Linked DNA regions of Zea mays: region 2 is linked to region 1. A link is a contact called in public Hi-C data. All regions are on one chromosome and are shown on one strand. The core of a region is the stretch at or near the end of the contact, and the rest is flanking DNA. Distances in the headings are between cores, read along the strand shown. Region 1 overlaps LOC103631852 (transcription factor EMB1444). Region 2 holds the start of LOC100276335.

Evidence for each region. A called contact is a pair of places that touch in the nucleus more often than the background predicts.
Region 2: a contact with region 1 is called in a Hi-C map of root tip, with 2.3 times the contacts expected there. The contact joins the promoter of LOC100276335 here to the enhancer-like site in region 1. A contact is called at or near these places in 2 of 25 Hi-C or Micro-C datasets (root tip and tassel).

What each region holds. Positions count from the first base shown.
Region 1 is chr7:563,438-571,098 of Zm-B73-REFERENCE-NAM-5.0, forward strand. It overlaps LOC103631852 (transcription factor EMB1444), which reads left to right. Exons shown (of 12, transcript XM_035960782.1): 7 at 2,387-2,446; 8 at 2,636-3,634; 9 at 3,735-3,812; 10 at 4,129-4,239; 11 at 4,488-4,613; 12 at 4,695-4,942. The coding sequence ends at 4,760. Among protein-coding and RNA genes, the nearest start is that of LOC103631852, 9.8 kb to the left of the region's middle. Within about 2 kb of position 4,259, at least 1 of the 20 cell types and tissues checked has an H3K27ac peak or open chromatin away from gene starts, as enhancers often do. A contact at or near this core is called in root tip, where this site is marked.
Region 2 is chr7:840,484-848,144 of Zm-B73-REFERENCE-NAM-5.0, forward strand. LOC100276335 reads right to left here and starts at 4,707. Exons shown (of 8, transcript NM_001365963.1): 1 at 4,531-4,707; 2 at 4,003-4,239; 3 at 3,247-3,831; 4 at 1,895-2,140; 5 at 1,732-1,743; 6 at 427-570. The coding sequence starts at 4,579.

The DNA.
Region 1 (7,661 bases), core at 3,009-5,508:
ACATCACACCAAACAGCAGAGCAGAATGCATGATAATATTCTACGTGGCGTAATGAGATCGTAAGAACAAGAATCACTAAATTCGGAGTTACGATTATCGAGTTATGATTTTCTGAAATTATTAAGTGATTGCTATATATTAAACCAAATGAATAAATTTGATCTATGTTTCATGACTAAACAGAGTTACCAGGTGATAGACAATATTAATACAAAATTATTGCAACTGGAATGGATTAAAAAGGATTCAAGATGAATTTTCTATGAATTATGATTCTGGAATTATTTTAGTACAAGAAAGGTAATTTCTATATTATTTTTCCCAATTTTCCTCGGTCACTGGACTGGGCGCACTATTATACTAAAGCTCAGGGTCATTTTATAAAAATCAGGGCCATTCTGCAATGGTTTTAACCCTAACCCGGACTGCGGGTTGATTCCTATAAAGTTCAGGGGTTCATATGAAAATTTGTATTCGCGAAGGGGTACGGGTTTATATGCGTCGCCCGATCAAGATCCTACGGCTCCGATTCAATCACCCGAGGGGGTACGCTTGATCTAACCTTGATCGCACATTGGCCGATCTACGGCCAAGATCCAATGGCCCGAATCGGAAGTACTCGACTTAATCACATCCGTCTATTTAGATCGAACGACCCACACCCATCTCCCACCTTCGGACGCCGACACGGCAGCGACGCGCAACCGTCGAGCGACCACGCCGGCGAGCACGCGGCTCCCTGACCCAGCGCCCCAACTGTACCGCCACCACAAGTAACGCGACGCGAAGTTTATAACAAACTAGGGTATGGCGTCTTACCGGGGTTGCGGGGGTGCCCAAACTGGTCCACGGGGTGGGAAAGCTCCGCGCTGCCACCCAATTCCGGTGAAGAATCTCCACCAGACCACGACGTTCCGTGCCAAATCGAGGGTTGATATGCTTTCCTATCGCGCTCGCGAAGCTCCCAAACCTCCACCCGGACTGCAAGCGGTCGTGTAAGCACCCGATGGCGGCGGCCACTACTCCCTTACCGCCTATGCGTTGGTAATGGCGTTTTGCCCAGGTAGAGCCAGGCCCTCCCGGCTTGCACATATATATCCCCGGAAGAACCAGGCCACATGATTTAACAACCCCGCGCGATGCTACGATCGGGTCAGATGGCGAGATTCGTGGGCGCGACATATGCGCAGGGCGGCCACAAATCCGCAGGTGGTTCGGCCATGGGTGAGAAGATAAGGCTGATCGAGTGGTCCCACGCGTCAGTGACTTGTCGTGAACCTGGCAACACGGGCCCGCAAGTCAGCGTGTGAATAAGTCCCAGTCGGGCCACACATAGGGGAAAAGGGCCGGCGGGGAAAGTGTTGAAGCTGGGCCGTGAGGGGGAGTGGGGAAAAAACGGCCCAGGTGTAGTTTTGTTCCTTTTCTTTTCGTTCTTCCTTTTTTTCCTCTTGATTTCTTTTCTTTTTATTTTTAACTTTCAAATTTGAATTCAAATTTTATTGTGAATCTTTCACTTAGATGAAATGTCTACATCAACTACCAAGGGAAATGATATCTTTATTTATATATGAATTCTCCTTCATGTTGTATATTATTGCCCCTTTTTCCTCTCTTTTCTTTCTATGCCATTTCCATTTTTAAATCCTAATTTCAATTAGGTGTTAATCCAAATTTCAATATTTTTATATTTTTGTTATTATTATTATTATTATTATTATTATTATTAAATGCACAACAAACAAACTCCAACATGATGCATGTTTTATTAGAGAATTATTCACTTTAAATATGTTCCCTAATAATTCTCATGAATAAAAAAACAATACACATAAAGGTTCATCCTTCTTTTATATCCCAAAAGTTGGGTATTACATCAGGATAGGGTCGGGGTGGCACCAATTGAGGGAAAATTGATTCAACATCGTCTGAGATGGTTTGGACATGCCCAAAGGAGACCTCTCGAGCCGGTGCATAGAGGGGTTTTAGAACAGGTTGATAATGTAAAAAAGGTAGAGGTCGACCTAAAATTACTTGGGACGAGACACTGAGACATCTTAAGGAGCGGAATATCTTTAAGGAATTAGCTAAGGATAGGTGCGCTTGGAAACTAGCAATCAACGTGCCTAAACCAAGATCTTTGTCTCTTTCTGTTTACCTTTAACTATACTGTCTGTCTTTTACCCTTTCGGTGTTTTTTCCTATCCTTGTTTCTTGTGGGTTTCATCTTTGGCCTAGCCCAACTTGCTTGGGACAAAATGCTATGTTGTTGTTGTTGTAAAGGCTTCCCCGACTGTTTTCAGTCAAAAAGATTATTTCCTGTATTAAACAGATGCAAGGCAAACATCCTGCTTGACTAAGCTGATGGTCATTGTTTCTTACCTGTAGACGGTTCTGCTTGTACCAGTGGTTCCTCACGGGGTTCTTCAGCTGGGCTCTTTAGATACGGTATGCTCAACTTGATTAATGTTTTTTTTGACATGATTAGTTTTTGCTAGCCAACGTGTTGTCTCATTACATTGTCCTGCTCCCATCAAATGTGGAATAGCATAACTTTAGAGAGCCTGAATCATTGCATTGCTGCATAATTGTTATGTTTACTTCATAATAATGTTTTTTTTTTCAAATTCCCTTCAGGTTTTCGAAAGTGCAGTGTTGGTGGCACTCATAAAGGACATGTTTCATAAGATTTGTGATGCTTCGGTTTCTCATGCTTCTTTATCCACTGGGTCTGCCTACTCAAATAATTTGAGTCTACCAACTGCAACCCTATCAATCAATCATCCAGATGTTAACTTGATATATAGTTCTGCTCAGATCGTGAATGCTGATCACCACAGTTTAACACATCCCTTCAGTACATCGGAAATTCCAATACTAGAAGACATCACTATAGGTTCTTACAGAACTATTCCAACAGGTTGGCCTAATGGACTGTTGGGCGATAATGGCACCATTGGGCATGAATATTTTGAAGGCTTTTCTCTGACAGATATGGCACATTGGAACCAAGAGAATACTCATGGCAGCACTATTGTTGTAAATGATGGTGCAATGCTTTCGAATACTTCAATTCATTCAGAGTTTCACGGAGATGTCATGGTAATGTCCAGGGAAGAACATGAGCTCTTCACGTGGCGTTGTAGGCTGAAACAAGAACCTACAAGCCCTGCTCTCCCTCAACTGAATGACAACAGTGCTGATCTTTATGTGCAGCTTGAAACCAACAATTATGCGGAATTGTTACTAGACACAATAATCTACCAGACTGGTCATACATCAAACATTGAATCTGCTCCCTCAGCTGAGTCTCCAATTTCATGCAAAACACAAGTTAAAAAAGATCATTCATTGAGGGTCGATGAATCGCCAATTTCTGATATCCCAGGTCGTCAAGACCTTTCACCTATATCCATAAATGAAGGGTTTATAAGTTGTGCAATGACTGATGGACGTGTGGAAATCAACAAGACCATACCTGAAGAATGCTTAGTTGAAAATACGCACAGGATAAATTCAGCTGAAATCAAAAGAAGATGCAGAAAAGTTGAGCTCCAGAGACCAAGACCAAGGGACAGGCAATTAATTCAAGATAGGATGAAGGGGTTGAGGGAGCTTATTCCAAATGCATCAAAGGTTCAGTTCCTAACATTTTTTGTTTGGAGCCTCCTTAAAGTTATGTTTGTTTGGCAAAAATCAAGGGGCAAGTGTTGATTACATCTTGTTTGATAAACAGTGCAGCATTGATGCTCTACTGGACAAAACCATAGCATACATGCTGTTCCTGCAAAGTGTATCCGAGAAAGCTGAGAAGGTAAGCTTTTTTTGGATTTAATTATAACAGTTAAGAAAGCAGTATTTGATAGACGAGTCAGAAAATCCATGTGATATTTGTGCAGACCTCACCAGCTTTATCTTCATACAACATTGGTTGTACGGCTATCTTACTTTTTCAAATTCAACATTTATCTACTTTACTGCCTATAGAAACCTGGCTAGGATTATGTAACAGAAATAAATGAATATGTTTAGCCTTTTATGAGGTTTTATTACAATTAACTATTCAATCTTCTGCTGGTAAGCGGAGGTGTCCCATGCCTTATTTCTGCTTTGCCGTGACGCTGAGACAGATTCAGAATACATTGGAAGACAAGGAATCCCACGATGAGACAAAGAAGCAACTTGAAAGGTGCCCACTAAGAGTGGAAGAGCTTAACCAGCCTGGCCATCTTCTCATCGAGGTAAGTAATGGAACTGGCATGCTGCATGCCATTGTTTTTAAGGCGTCGTCTAGACGTCCAGGCGGTGAGCCAACGCCTAGAAATCCTAGGTGCCTTGCTCACGTAGGCGCCGTCTAGACGTCCAGGCGGCGGTCCAACGCCTTGTCTCGCATTACGCTTTAAAATCACTGCTGCATGCATCCGTTTTGTAGCTGCATGATTCAAGGTCGTTTCGTGATTCGTTATTTGCTTGCTTCATCCTCATCCAGATGTTGTGCGAGGACTATGAAGTCTTTCTTGAGATGGCACACGTGCTGAAGGGTCTTAAGGTGAGCATACTGAAAGGAGTGCTGGAGTATCGTTCCGACAAGTTTTGTGCTCGCTTTGTCATCGAGGTACGTGAAATCAACCTTTCGTTTTGAACCCATTATCAAAGATCCAGTGCATCAAGATCTGTTTTATTGTATCTCAAGCAGGGTTCGGATGGTTTCAACCAGATGCAGATTCTGTGCCCGCTGATGCATCTCCTGCGCAGGAGATGAAGTTTGTGTGTCGTTGAAATGTTACCGAGACTCTTCTTACTCTCTGTTTGCTTTGGCATAAATGTACAGCAAAATAATGGATGGATGCATTTTTTTTAGATCCCAGCGAGACTGGAATGTTGCTATATATATATCCATATTCAATCGTGAACAGCAAACAATTCAATCGTGATTCAGCTTCATGTCTTTAGCACCACTTCATACACAGACCATCAAACTAAGGAACATCATATACACAGACCATCAAACTAAGGAACATCATAAAATTAAGGCTATGAGTTTCCCCCTAAACTTACTACCTCAAAGATCTGTGCATCCGAAGCAGATTGTCGTCGGTTCATGACACCAAGGGACTGTTTGTTTTGGTTTTTTCTGACAATTTTTTCTGAGAATCCGGCTGTACTCTGTGAGAAGAATCTAAGTATCGTAAATATTACGTGCGGAGAAAGATGCACAGGTCTATAGGGTTTAGGATCTAGGAAGTGACGGATTCTTCCTACTGCGACGGTTCGACCAATTGTATGTTCACGTTGATTTTGGATGATTTCACTAAAGTGGTTCTCATAGAAACAGATTAAAAGCTAGGCGTTTGGCAGTTCGCAATAGCTTCTGGTGATGGCTCCCCCGTGATTCTCATAGAAGCAGGTTAAAGATCGACTCATAGAAGCAGGTTAAAGATTGACGGCTTGACGCGCGCCCCCCTACGTGGCTCCGTCCGACACGTGGCTCCCTCGTGCCTGCCCAACAAAGCGGACCGAGCCAGCTTGCCCAACCGACCGACAGAGCCGCCCCCGTGCCTGCCTAGCCGGTCGACCGAGTCGCCCCCGCACCCAAGAGTCGTGCCGAGCCATCTCACCTAAATTGACTTAATGTTTAAATGATTTAATGTAGCCTAAAATGACTTAAACGTTACTTAGACATGGGGATGACTTAAAGCTATATAGAATGACTTAAATGTTGTTTGTACGCTAGAATAACTTGATATTTTCTGGAATGACTGAACCAATAACATAATAAATGTATGAGAAAACCAAGGAAAAAATGGTTGAAACAATAATAACTTAATGCTTTCTGAAAAATGACTTAATATTTATGTCACTTATACTTTGGAATGACCTAAAATTACCTAGAACTTAAATGTTGTCTGGATGCTAGAATGACTTAATATTTTCTGAAATGACTTAATATTTTCTGGAATGACTGAACCAATGACATAAGAAATGTATGGGGAAACCCAGAAAAAATGGCTGAAAACAATAATAACTTAATGTTTTCTAAAAAATGATTTAATATTTATGTTACCTAGACTTTGGAATGACTTAAACCTACATAAAATGACTTAAATATTGTCTGGACACTATAATGACTTAATATTTTCTGTAATAATTGAACCAATAACATAAGAAATATCCGAGAAAACCCACAAAAATGACTGAAAACAATAACTAACTTAATGTTTTCTGAAAAATGATTTAATATTTTCTGGAATGATTTAATGTTGATTAGAATGACTTAATATATATAGTGAGGGGATATTGTGAGCCCTATGCTTCTAATAGGTACAGGAAGCCCCATCCACCCCTAGATCGCACCCAACAACTAGGTGCATGCGGTCTGGTGCGTCCCTGCCATGCACCAGGTCAAACCTCCCCACATACGTGCATCAGCTAAACCCCCGGTCCAACACCCAACCCCCTACGTGGAATACACTCCATAATTTTGGTTCTGTTTTTTTGTACAAATGTCGTAAATAGTTCACACAAATAGCGTAAAAAGTTCATAGAGATAACATAAAACCACGCACATCCACTAGACCACGTCCATACGCGCAGGCACATGCATGCAGATCCTATTTTTATGATAGATCCGATAAATATGGCAGATCGTGTGAGTTTCTATTGCATGTGCGCAAATTTTAGATGATGTTTTCGTTTCCAATACATACGAGCAAAAAATGAATGTCTACATAAATATAGGATCGCTACAACAACCATGCATGTATGCTCGTTATATCCAATTTATGATATATACAGATACTAATTATACTACACAATGTAGGTATTTATGCAATTCGGTACACTTCATAAAAATCTGTTTCCTATTGCATGCACACAAATTTAGAATGATAGGAATGTGTGATGAAAGAAAATGAATTGGCATTAATAGAAATAAAAATCTTATTTAAATGATTTATTTCCTCCATAAATATAGGATCGATCCAACAACCATGCACTTAGGATCATTAGAACCAATTTATGGTATATACTGATAGTAATTACGCTACACAGTGTAGGTATTTATGAAATGCGGCACACTGCGTAAAAATTTGGCATGCGGTTCATTGGTGAACGCTTCTCCATGTTCGAGCATAAAAACCTTCAGTTTTGAGCGTAAAAACGATACTTATGAGTGTAAATACTGATCCAACATGAAAGCCGTTGAAAACCTCTTGATGTTGGCATAGATATATATACAAAGTGGCATAAAAATATGTACACGATTGTATGTCGTCCCTCCACCAGGAACATGCATTTAGGCGCGTCCCCTACCAGACGCATGCATGTGGTCCTATTTTTATGACAGATCTGAACAATATGGCAACCATTAGGCACATGTATGTGGTTCCTATTTTTATACAGATCAAAATTATGACAGGTCTTGAAAGTTTCCATTGCATGCGCACAAATTCTGAATGATATTTTCGTTCTCACACCATACACGAAAAAGTTGGATGCTGATATTGCACAAAGCATAAATCTTTATAGAAAGTTGCATAAATACCTACATCGTACATCATAATTAATGAAAAAAAAATCCTAGTATGGGATCAACCAACAATCGCATATATAGACCAAAGGATTGGAGGAGGTCATCGCCGGAGGACGCACCGAGGCCAGCAGA
Region 2 (7,661 bases), core at 3,457-5,956, 280 kb after region 1:
ATACAAGAAATTTTTGCAATCAGTGAAATTCATTAGACTAGTTATCTAACGACTAGTTGAGGTACATTAAAAACTGCCCTTAAGACAAGAGAGAAGACAAGAAATTCAGCAAACAGTGAAACAAACATGGGGTATAAGTATAACCACCACAAGCAGAAAGAAAGGTGCATATTGAATCACTAAACCTGCTTCTGCAACAGAATCATACATTCAGGCATCATCAGAAACAGTTTCAGCATAAATGATGGGGGAAATAATCTAGTGGAATACAACAGAAGGCTTAAATTTTAACTTCATGGTTTTTAAGTGTACAGATTTATGTACCAAAATAGTGGCGTTTAAGATAAAACCTGAAGAAGTCGATGCACATGTAAACAGAATTGTTAAATAGTAAAGTATGTTCAGCACAGCAAGTAGAGAGCATACACTTGTTGCACGATGAAGATGGTGCTTGCATGGAAGATGGCCATGGGGCTGCGATGTTGTCATTCAGATCGCATGTGAAGCTAATCCCAGAAGTGCTGTCGAAAGATGCATCAGAGGGCATACTTGGAAGGAGGCATCCAGATTCTGTGTAAAACCACGATACCAATCACTACTAAAGAATAAAATCAGTTTCTTTTGGGTACTGCTCTAATATTGATTATGTGTGGTCTAATCTAATAAGTTTGAGCATAAAATGTTTTCTTAACAATTAGGCAATATTGAAGAATTAATCTGTCAGCCAGGCAGTACAGAAGCAATTTCTCAACGAAACAAGGTAGTCAATAATAGATGTGCTCAGAATTCCAGCTTCTACATGTAGTTCTATTATACACAATTTTGCACCCTTTGTTCTCCTAGGACTAACTGATGCTACTTATTTGAATGTTTGCTGAGAACAACTTCACATTATGTGAATAGTCCAACCGTCCATGTTTTTCCCCAAATGAGGGCCTGTTTGTAGGAGGGGGTCCCTCAAGGAAATTTTGAGCTGCACAAACTCCTAGTCACCATTTCCAAACAAGACCCTACTAGGTTGGGTTTTGGATATAAAAAACAGTTTCAAAAGGTAGATCCATCCAACAGTTTGTGCACTTCTACTTTGAAGATAGAACATAATGTAAACCCTTGTGAAAACTAAACAAAAAGTACAACTTATTGACCCCTGACTCTGATTAGTGTATAGTTTACCAGACAACATCTAGCATATATTGTTTCCAAGCACTAATGCGGCTGGCAAGACATGTACAATCAATCGCATTTTGCAAGGACTATAGTACTGAGTTTCAGCTTAACCAGGGCACAGCATAATAATGGGCAAACCAAGTGCCGGAGGATCCCAAATGAGTGGAGTCTGTGGAAGGGATAAACCTAGGCAAGCCTTCCTCCGCAAATGCGGCGAGGCTGCTTCAGACCCGTGGCATGGTGACTCGTTGAGACAGCTCTCACCGCTACACCTGGCCTCAGGGGCGAAGCTAGCATGTAAGGGCGCCGGGGTCAGTAGGCTTGGCCGATAGGGTCAAATAGCTTAATGCACAGTGTTAACCAATGATTTTCATTGCATTTTTTAAAGTCATTAGGGTCAGCCGACCCCAAAAATTGAGCGTAGCTACGCGGCCTACGCCCCTGCCTGGCCTGCCCTTCTAACCAGAGCATCGCACGCCATACAAAAAATTATTTACAGCAGGCGCCATTAGAATTTAGAACAAAGTCAACAAACTAATAAAAAACTTGAAAATGATAGCTTACCTTGAGATCCAACTGTTTGCAAATCCAGTAGGGGCCAGTCATTCAAACACACCGGTTGAAAAGGTAAATAAATACTTCATCAGTTCAGTTGCCACAAAATGCAGAGCCAGAAGATAAATATGACCCTTATGCGTAATCAATTGATAAGTCTTGAATAACTTACCTTGCAGTGAAAAATCTTTTAATGTTATTTGACAAGAGCTATAGACATTCATGCTGACATTCATCTTTTGCAACTTTGCCCCAAGGAAAGAGGCACAATTTAAAGCTTGCAAGTTTGTTATGAAGCTTTGCTTTTGCAAATGGGCTACATAAGTTAACATTGCCTTGCAACATGCAGTACTGTTCGTCATTGTTCCACCACACTCTTTTGCCACCTTACTTGTGTCTGGAAAGCTTAGAGGACAAACTGGAGGGGATGGAGGAAGAACAGGTTGCTCAGTATAAAAAAAAATAGCGCTGAACAAGTAGAATAGAACTCAAAATGTAGTAAAGTATTTTAAATTGTTATTAAAGAATTTAAAACATATATCCATGTATTCTACTAGGTCCAATAAACTTTTGAAATTCAGCACCTACATAATTATGGCTATTCAAATGATCGATATCCTTTTGCCTCAGACAACTATGCCAAAGTTTCCGTTCTCTTAATCCAAATCATACATATTTCAGTACCATGGCACCTAATACCCTAGTGGCATATTGCTACCTGAACACTTGAAGTGAAAACCTTGCATTAGGCTACTATTCAGTTCAATGCCGTCAATTTCAAATAGCATGAAAGAGTTCCAAATTCAGACACCCTTACATGGATTGTTCAATCTCTTGCTTTAGAGTATGGTACTCTTCAGCCAAAAAGAAAAGCATAATGTTCTTAAAGTTAAATTATCTGGCTGCAGCATTTCCATTCCTTTATAGACCTGAAAATTTTGATCTCTTCCACTCTAGTCCATGCTTAAAGTTTAACCATTTTGGTGCTTGTGCAGTGTGCTCTGGCTTCAACTAATTTATGAACTCAATATTTGGATGTAAGAATCGTTTTCTACTGCAGAAATGCAAGCAGATCAACCTGCTTGGTAAAGAGGCCGTTAACATGATGAGTCAGTAAAAGGTTGCATGGACACGGTCTGCAGCATCTAGTATCTTAGGGCGTGTTTGGTTTCTAGGGACTAATTTTTAGTCCCTCCATTTTATTATATTTTATTTTTTAAATTGCTAAATACGGAAACTAAGATAGAGTTTTAGTTTTCGTTTTTAGCAATTTATGGCCTAAAATGGTATAAATTGGAGGGACTAAAAATTAGTCCCTATAAACCAAACACCCCCTTAGAAGGTGTGGTCCGTTTTAATTATTGCAGATGTACCAACCAAGGACTAAGCTATGGAATTGTCAATTTTGTAAGCGAACTATAACAGAAGCAGGGAATATATATGTATTCATTTATAACAAAACAGAAGATAACAACTTAAGACATGGAAATCACAATTGCATTCGTTATTATAGTTTGGAAGTACCTCCATTGACATTGCAGTTGGAAATCTGCCTCAGCATTTCCTTCGCGGACCGTGGGTCAAGCCTGCTTGACAACCATCTCAGAACAACATTCCTACAGCTGTCAGTCTTGGGACTCCCGGTGTAGCTCGTCAAACCTGCGTCCTTGGACGAGATTTTCTGGGCAGCTTCATTTATCGCATTCTGACATGTCTGGCTGCAGCACTCATTAACAGAGTCAATCTTGCGACAGGCTTCAAGAAGCTTGGACGAATCAACGGCGCTCTCAAACGCATCGACGGTGCTAACAGGGCAGGATCCCTCGGTTACATTAGAGAGGTGAACCGAGCAGAGGCTGTGAAGGTTGTCGCTGGCGCCTTGGCTCAGCAACAGCTCCTGGACATCGGACAGGCAGTAGTTGGCCACCGTGGGATCCAATGCGAGAGACCCTGTCTGCTTGCTAGACTGCCCTATGAGGATGGTCAGTGTTGCCTGAAGCTGCGGGCAGCAGATGACATTGGCCAGGAAAGGAGCAAACGAGGTGAAGCAGTCGACAGCTGTGGTGGTCATGAGTTTGTCGACAGCGGTAAAGTTCAGCGTGCATTTTCCTGCAAAGCATTAAGGAAATCGACAGGCACTTTCAGTTGGCAGACCACAGCTGCATCTTGTTTAGTTGTAAAACGAATTGCACGTTCGCACTAGCTTTTTAGCTCCCCCCAACCGTAACCAAGCTCGAAAAGGAAGGAAAAGTAGATTAGCGAGAGAGAGAGTTGTGCAACCTGAGAGCTTTGGCGTGCTGTTGTTAAAGAATGGCGCGAGCGGAGCGGGCGCCAGGAAGGGGACAAATGGCGTGGGAGAGCCGCTGGGTGAGAGCTCCGGCATGGGCATGAGGCCGCTGGGCGGGAGCTCCGGCATGAGGCCGCCGCCGTCATTTGCCTCTGCGCGAACGGTCCGGTGAAGCGGCGGCTGGCTCTGAGCAAATGCGCTGCCTGAATCTCCCCACGGCCCCTGCAGACCTGCACATTAGCAAGGGAAGAGCACAAATCAGCGGGCTTTCTTGCCTGCAAGGAGAATTGGCGCCCAGGCAGTGGCAGTGGGAGATGAATGCGCCTGACAGATCAAAGCCAACAAAGCACAGCGCAGGGAACGGAGGATCATCCGGGACCGGGAGCGAGAAGAAGCGAGAATCCAGGGCCCCGCGTAGCTGCTGAAATTCGCATTTGGGGAGGAAAAAACAAGGGAAATAGGAGCAGGAAATGGAAAGAATCAGAAGCAGGGGGGCAGATCACGAGGAGGTAGGCACTCACATAGGAAGGAGAGGGCGGCTACCGCGAGGAGCCGCCCGGTCGGGGCCATGGGGTGCCTGCGGCGGCCGGCAGCAGTGGGTGGCGGCAAAGCGGAAGGGGAGGAGGAGAGGGCGGCGGCGCTGTCTGCGGCGGTGCGCGAGCTGAGCTCGCGAGGAGGAGGAAGTGGAGAAAGTGGGCAGCGAAGCACGAGCACCGCGAAATCGTTTAGGACACCCGGAGAAATAGCACCTTTCTTTTGTTTGACTCCGCCTCCTTCCCTTTCCTTCGAAAATAAAAAAAGGTGACCATATTATATAATTACTGCTAGTAAAAGTAAGTCCAAAGTACACGTAAACACTAACTCAAGTTTGGTTTAAAAATATCCAACACATATGTATTGACCAATAAGTTGAATTGGATTTTGCAATATTCCTCATGGAGGAAATCTGGGGTACATGCGTGGCGGGTGGACGTAGCAAGTGACGGATGGGGGTGCTCAGAAATTGATGGCGGCCCAGCCCATTTAATACGCACATTAACGCCCTTCATTCAATCCACCAGGCCGGCCCCTTGCCAACCTGTGCGGCAGGCAGCGGTGCTGCTACGTGCCTCGCTGCAAGATGGGACCCGCCACCTTCCCCCACGCCCCAACCAGTCAGGTATCATCTGCATACGCTGGGGCCTCATCTATCTAACTGACCGGTGGGACCCTACAGTTTCTCGACACATTGTGATAATAAGATGCACCGTTTCTGCATCATACGTATATATAAAACTTGTGTGCGGTGGTGTCTGCCTACTGATTTGGACAAATTCGAATTTTCATTTCACTGAAAAATGTCCAAATGTTCTTGACTATACTCCATGTATAGTTAGAGTATAGGATTGAAGAGCAGGTCCTTAACCATGCGCTTCATGCGATGAGTCGGCGTGGTGATGCCGTCCCCATCCTGGTAGATGCAGTGGATGACCCTGGCGAGGTTGAGGCACAGATTGGCCATGGTCGTCAAGCTTTCTTCGTGCTCCGCACACGAGCAGCAGACCTCCCTGTTAAGCAGCTTCCAGGTCTCGGCGATGACGCCCTGGACGGCGGCGCGGGCTTGCTCCTCGCCGCCGGCGCACCAGGGCTCCGCCATGCAGCAGGCGATGGACGACGGCGCGTCCCCCCGCTCCGACTCCGCCTCGTGCGACGCGCAGTCGTTGCAGAGGCGGAAGATGGTCGACGACAGCTCCACCAGCCTCGGGTAGTAGTCGACGGTGCAGGCGGCGGTGGTAATAATGGGCGGACGCGGAATGGCGGCTGCGGCAGGGAGTGCATGGAGCAGTAGGAGAGGCCCCGTCGACGTCACCCAGCCGTTGCTGACGTACTGGGCGAAGCTGGGCATGTGTCCACTGTCCCTGCTGCTGCCACTGCGCCTCCACCAGGAACGCCCTGCACAGCTCGTGCCACTGCGATTGCATGCATGCACATATATACGCGTCTCACTCAGTTCACTTCATTGTAGCACACGAACACGACGGATCGATCCACATCGACCTCAACTCAACTACCTACCGCCTTCTTGTAGAGTGGAAGCATGTCGTATCCATGTTTCTCGAGCACGCGATCTGCTGCGGCGGCCGAAGTCGTCCGGATGGCCGAGTACATTGCCTTCATGTACTCGGGGAGTGCGTCGTCCTCGTCGCAGAGTGCTCCCAGCTGGCGACGGCGTCGGTGAAGGCCCGGAGCTCGTCCGGGGTGCCGTACACGTCGTAGATGTCGTCGAGGTGGACGATGAGGGCGCCGGCCTTGGCCAGCACCTCCCTGCACTCCGCCAGGCGCGGCTCCGGCGCGATGCAGGCGGCGCAGAAGAAGCACTCCACCACGCGGTCCCTCGCGAAGGCGTGCTCGCCCAGGCGGCTGGTCTCCTTCCACCACCTCGTCACCTCCGCCAGCTCTCGCCGGTGGAGAGCCTGCACCAGGTTGAAGTCCAGCTGAGCAAGCTGCAGGATGATGGCCTGGTCCTGGTGGTCGGGGCGGCCGCGCTCTACTTGGTCCTTGAGCGACCACATGGCCTGCAGCCTCGGAGCTGTCCAGTGTAACGGCAGCGACAAGTGCGTGGAGCTGGGGCAGCTGTCAGCAGAGCCGTCGTCACGTCGTCCTGCTAGCTTGGCGACGGCGAACGCCCTTGCCTGGTCCAGCTCCGTCTCTCCCGGGAAGGCAAGATATGAAGCTTGGTACAGAGCGAGCAGTCCATCGCTGTCAGCAGCTAGCTTGCCGCTTTCCTCTCTCAGTAGTGCACTCATCAGCATGTCTGTGGATGCTGGAATGCCCAGCCCTCGGAGCATTCTGAACAGTAGCGCAGCTGAATGCAAGTCAAGAGGCTGCTGCTGCTGCATGGACGGCAGCAGGATGCATCTGATCTCTTGCTGGAAATGGTAGGCTATTCCAAGGCTCTGCAGCTGATGGATGGCCCTTACCAGCAGCCTTCTGCTTGCGGTGCTGTCGCTGTCGTCCTCCTGCTGCTGCTGCCGCTGCCGGAGCATCAACATGTTAGCAACACCTGGGAAACCTGGAAAGGGGGATCGGAGAGGAAGAGCTCAGAGGAGAATGAGACTTGGAGAAGGGAATAGCTGGGAGGAAGACGAGTTTGTCTGATGTTTGATAGCTAAATTGTGCATGCCCCTATTACACAAGTGTTTGTCTTTTATATAGTACTACTAGAACATCAAGCGATCCATAGATACTTGACCCACTACTTGGCCCATATTGGCTCAGTAACCTTAGCATTTGGACGATGGACTCTCGTGTCCCGTGGCTTGTTCTCGCTGTCTGCTCATTGCTACTGTCTGATATGTTGACATTCTCCACCGCTTAAAATACAACTTGTCCCCAAGCTGTGATATGCATAACCACCAGGATCCCAAACTAAGACTTTGAAATTGCCTTGGCCACTAGTGACAGCACCTAGACTAGAAGAAACAAGGCCAACAGCCATACCAATTCCTGAACCAGCTCGACAAACGATTGTCGTGATTTCCTTGACAAACGATGTCTGATCACCCAGTACCAATACGTCTTGCTGTCGAATCTGTTGCTGAATCGAATCTCGAAGACAAAATGTAGCAGCCGCATGCGCTCCGGACCACGCTGTACAATATAGCGTCAATAT